2 separate regions of the Bos taurus genome follow, and region 2 is linked to region 1. The links are chromatin contacts, called in public Hi-C maps. All regions are on one chromosome and are shown on one strand. The core of a region is the stretch at or near the end of the contact, and the rest is flanking DNA. Distances in the headings are between cores, read along the strand shown. Region 1 overlaps INSR (insulin receptor). Region 2 holds the start of INSR (insulin receptor).

Region 1 (2,550 bases), core at 37-2,536:
TGGGCTCTTGTGAAATCGTCGGGAGAGGAGAAGCCAAGTGAAAAACAACCCTGCTTGGTGTCAGGGCTTGAGGATGATGGGGAAAGACTGGATTTGCATTAACTGGTTTGCGCAAGTTACAAGATTTTATCTTTCCTTACTTCTTTTTTTTTAAGTGTGTGCTTGTCTGTTTCGGTGGTTCAGAGACGGGAACATGGGGAACTTCGGGTCTAAAGGAGGATAAGGACAGGTAACAGATACAGCAGATTAAGGCCTCTGAAGCACCATCTACCAGGCACATGGGCTTCCCTAGTGGCTCAGTGGTAAAGAATCCAGCTGCAGTGCAGGAGACACAGGTTCAATCCCTGGGTGGGAAAGATCCCCTGGAGAAGGAAATGGCAAGCCACTTCAGTATTCTTGCCTGGAAAATCCTGTGAACAGAGGAGCCTAGCAGTTTACAGTTCATGGGGTCACAAAAGACTTAGTGACTAAACAACAACAATAGCAACCAGGTACATGGTCCTCATAACAACTTTTTCATGGACCTGGGATTTGAAGTTAGAGTCTGGCTTCAGAACCTCAGCTTTTTCCTGCTACACTCTGCCTTATACAGGAAGGGTCCTTTTGCATTGGGTTTTGAAGGGTGAGTAGGAGTTCTATGAAGAGGACCCACCTCCTGTACTGACTTTAGCCTCCTGCTCCTCCTAAAGCTGGCCAGGGGCCAATACCTAGAAGCCAGAATTAGGTCACTAGGGTGACCAACTTGCCCTGGTTTGCCTAGGACTTTCTTGGTTTTAGTACTAACAGCCCTGTTTCTTGGGAAACCCATCAGTCCCAGGCAAACCAGAACATTTGGTCATGCTAGGTTTCACCCAGCAGCGGATTCCTACACCAGAGGCCAGAGATCTGTTGGTTTCTGACTCATTCCCAACAATGCTCATCTCCCCAAATGCCCCCTCGTATCTTCACGCTGGACTTCTTTCTCAGGACAGTTCCATTTACTGGTCTGGGTGAGAATTAAGTGAGATAATTAATTCTTTGGATAAGCTAAGCAAAGCATCTAGCACACGGTAACCCCTAGGGTTCTAGTCCATGCTGGACTTTGACCTTCCTCTTTGCCTCGAGTGGGAGCTGGCACCCCTGTCCCTTGGAGTGAGCAGGCTTCTTTGTAGCCTAATTCCTCCTGCCTGGCTCTCCCCAAGGACAGAGCTGCGTCCCCACAAGAGTGAGGGCTAAGCATAATCACCATCCACCAGGGAAGCCGTCTGTGTCAAGTGTCAGAGTAAATAGGAAACAGGTTCAGGGCTAGGATTCAGGGCCAAGACAGCTCAAGGTCATCGGAGGCCAGGGAGCTGAGAGCGGGCTGCAACCCAGAGGGTCAAGCAGAGTCAGATGTTGGTTAAGAGTCATTCTCCTTCCTCGCGCGGCTGCGGCGTCTTTTCCCTTCCCAGTGCTGTTCAGCAGACAGCCAGGTGCTCTGCCGGTTTATTGGGGATGTGGGCTCACTATGGCCTCCATCCTTCAGTCCACCTGGGCTCTGATACGGTCTCTGGACCAAATGGGGTTGTGCAGAATAACCATTTCTCAGGTGCTTACTGTGTTGGGCACAGGGCTATGCTTTTTTCTTCACCACTTTCCCTCTCAGACAATGCTCATTTTCATCCCTATTCTCAACAGAGCTGCGCCTCATGTTGTGGGCATGTCATTGGAGGTAGGGGGAAGGAAGCAGAAAGGGGAGACGTCCTGAGGATAGGAGGCTCAGTATTTTCCGGGGCTCGCTGACCGTTCACACAAAGCATCGCACTGTGAGTCTTTTCTCTCTTTTGAGAGGTGATGATGTGGAGTGGGCTCCCTTACATTCCAGTTGGAAACTTTTGACACTCTGGGAAAGAAGCTTGAGGCTGACCGAGCTGATGGGCAATGACATTAACATATGTGAACAGGAGCTGTAGTCCCAGGTTTGAATCCAGGTTAGACCATGTCTTTGCTGTGTGACCTTGGGACTTACTTAACATCTCTGTTTCTGCTTCTATAAAATTAGAATTAATCCTTTTTCTTCGTGAGTTCTTCAGCAGCCTATGCACCAGGCTAAGGATTGCTGTTGTCGTTGTTTAGATGCTTAGTTGTGTCTGACTTTTTCGACCTCATGAACTGCAGCGTGCCAGGCTTCCCTGTCCTTCACTATCTCCCAGGGTTTGCTCAAACTCATGTCCACTGAGTCAGTGATGCTATCCAACCATCTCATCCTCTGCTGCTCCCTTCTCTTGTCCTCAATCTTTCCCAACATCAGGGTTTTTTCCAATGAGTTGGCTCTTCACATCAGGTGGCCAAAGTGTTGGAGCTTCAGCTTCAGCATCAGTCCTTCCCATGAATATTCAGGGTTGATCTGACCCTAAATGTGGGCCAATTATCTGCAACTTGTGCTTCTGAAAGCATCCTCTCTGAGGCACTCTTTATTTGGTTGGGGTATTTTTTTAAATTGTGGCACATGATATAAAACCTATTTCATGATGGCTCAGGGGATAAAGAACTGCCTGCCAATGCAAGAGACACAAGCGATCTGGGTTCAAT
Region 2 (2,550 bases), core at 30-2,529, 56 kb before region 1:
AAAGAAAGAATGAACGCCCTCAGCCAACAGTTGTTCTGGGTGCTTTGTCATGCTTTATTTCCCCTCTGAGACTGTGTGTGTGTGCATGTGTATGCGTGCTCGGTCGTGTGTGTGTGTGTGTGTGTACGCATACGAGCTCAGTCATGTCAAACTCTTTGCGACTCCATGGACTGTAGCCTGCCTCTATCCATGGGATTTTCCAGGTAAGAATACTGGAGTGGGTTGCCATTTCCTCCTCCAGGGGATCTTCCTGACCCAGGAATCTAACCTGAGTCTCCTGCATTGGTGGGCAAATTCTTTACCACTGAGCCACCCGGGAAGCCCTTACAACTCACCAAATCTGACCTGAAGGTGTCCTTACATGCATCATACAGATGAGGCCCATCGAGAGAAAGAAAAATTACTCATTCAAGGCTGCACAGGAAGTCTTAAGTGGAGGGACCAGATTCTCACTAGGTTCTGGCTTTTCTGAGCTTAAGGCCCCTCTTCAGCAAGGCGGGGTGGCCACAGTCATGTGACTGACACTCAAACACACATGGACTCTGGGGCTGCATATTGAAAATTGGGTGTGTCTACCTGTGTCCTACCCAACATCTCCAGCGCCTGGTTTGCACTTTTTTTTTTTTTTTGCGAGTTTCTACACTTTCTCCTAAGGGTCATTTCTCCACCTTGAACCACGCATTGTGCGGAGGGGCCCAGGCTACCGAATACTTGAGCGCACGCAGCACGCTCGTGCACGTGGCTGTCCCTAGGGGCCTGGCTCTGGGCGGGGGCGCACTCCGGGGTAGGACGCTCTGGGGCGTCGAGGCCCATACTCACTGGCCAGACTGTGACGAGGGGGAGGTGAACGTAACATTTAAGGGAGTACCAAAAAGCCGAGTAACCACGATAAACAATATTTTAATACAATATTAAAAAAAATAAAAATGAATTTTCCAAAGTCCCACGAAGAACAAACTAGCAAAATGTTTTAAACACGGGAACACGGGATACGACTTGCTGAGTTGGTCAATCTGGGGCGCTCCCGGGCTCTGAGACAGGAATCCTGGGGCTGTACAGGGCGCTGGGGCTGGGCAGGGATCTGGGGCGCCCCCTCAGCTAGGGCGCGACGGGGGCCTCCAGCGCGGGGCCCAGGATAGGGAGACTGGCGGGCGGGCGGGGCGGCGCCTCCCCCCTGCCCGTCCTCCTTCCACCCTTCTCGGGCCTCTGCCGGGCGCCGAGTCCCTTCCGAGCCTAGATCCGCGCCGCCTTTTCCTGCGGCCCGAACGGGGCCCAGCTGACGGGCCGCGTTGTTTACGGGCCGAGCAGCCCTGGCTCCCGCCGCCTGCCCGCCACCCGCCAGCCCAGGTGCCCGCCCGCCTGTCCGCACGTCCGTTTGTCCGCGCGTCCGAAGATCGGAGCTCCGGAGCACTCGGGGCCAAAAGCCTAGAGTCAGGGGGGCAGAGCGCGGGGCTCCGGGCCCTAAGATCGTCGGGACGGGGGCCCGGGCCGCGGGGGCCCGGAGTCGGGACCGTCTCCACCCGGCCGCGCTGCCGGATTCGTAGCGGCGGAGGCCGCGCGCCCCTCCCGGGGCCGTTTCTAGAGTCCTCCCAGGCGCAGGCTGCGGGACCTTGGGCGGCCCGCGTGGAAGAGAAGGACGCGCGACCCCCAGCCCCTCTGGGGCGGCCGCTTCGTAGCATGCACCCCGCCAGCCAGCGCCTCGCGCTCTGATCCTTCGGCACTCCGCGCTCCCGCAGCCATGGGCGCCGGGGGCGGGAGGGGGGCGGCAGCCGTGCTGCTGATGGTGGTCGTCGCCGCGCTGCTGGTGGGCGCCGCGGGCCACCTGTACCCTGGAGAAGGTGAGTCTGGGGGGTCCCGGAGTGGGCGGGAAGCCGCGCGGCTGGGGAGGGTACCCTTTGCCAAAATGGAACCACCCCCCGTTGTGGACGGAGTGCAGTACCTCCGTCGGAGGGCTGGTGGCCCGGACGGTTTCTCCGGCCTCGCGGGGGGCGGGAAGCCGCTGACCTTGGCCTTTGCCCGCCTGGGCTAGCGGCTCCAAGACCCGCATGCGGCCCCGGGCTGCAGGAACCTTGCCCTAGTGCCCGCCCTTCTGCGGGCGCCTCTCCCGAGAGCGCTCCTCAAACCCCCGTGTCTGGGCCTCTCCGAGCCCACCACCTGGCTCCAGAGACGGGACACACGTCCTCTCTGGGTCGCCTCCGAGAAGTAGGGTCATCGGACACTCTCGGACAGCCAAATGCCCCGGGCACAGACGGTTTGGAGTGAGAATCGAGGGTGACTGACTGAAGGCAGGGTGGTCCGTTGGGATCCCAGCAGCTTGGTGACGCTACCCCAGGGGCCGAGGAAGTGTAGAACCCGCCCCTTTCTTTCTGGTATCTAGACCCACGGCTACCCCTGACTTCAGTTCCATGTTTATACTCTGGAATTCTGTTTCCAGATGTCGGAGGCAAGCTCTAGCCCTTGGCAACAGCGCAGCTGTAGTAGCAGTAGTGTCGGCTTTTATGATTATTATAGCTAGTGTCGCCAGATGCCTCGGGCTGGCCGGTCTTATCT

Evidence for each region. A called contact is a pair of places that touch in the nucleus more often than the background predicts.
Region 2: a contact with region 1 is called in a Hi-C map of liver, with 1.9 times the contacts expected there. The contact joins the promoter of INSR here to the enhancer-like site in region 1. A contact is called at or near these places in 2 of 11 Hi-C or Micro-C datasets (liver and skeletal muscle).

Annotation. Positions count from the first base shown.
Region 1 is chr7:16,143,702-16,146,251 of ARS-UCD2.0, reverse strand. All of the region lies in intron 2 of INSR (insulin receptor), which reads left to right. Among named protein-coding and RNA genes, the nearest start is that of INSR, 56 kb to the left of the region's middle. Within about 2 kb of position 1,286, at least 7 of the 102 cell types and tissues checked have an H3K27ac peak or open chromatin away from gene starts, as enhancers often do. A contact at or near this core is called in liver and skeletal muscle, where this site is marked.
Region 2 is chr7:16,199,222-16,201,771 of ARS-UCD2.0, reverse strand. It overlaps INSR (insulin receptor), which reads left to right and starts at 1,279. Exons shown (of 21, transcript XM_005208817.5): 1 at 1,279-1,838. The coding sequence starts at 1,739.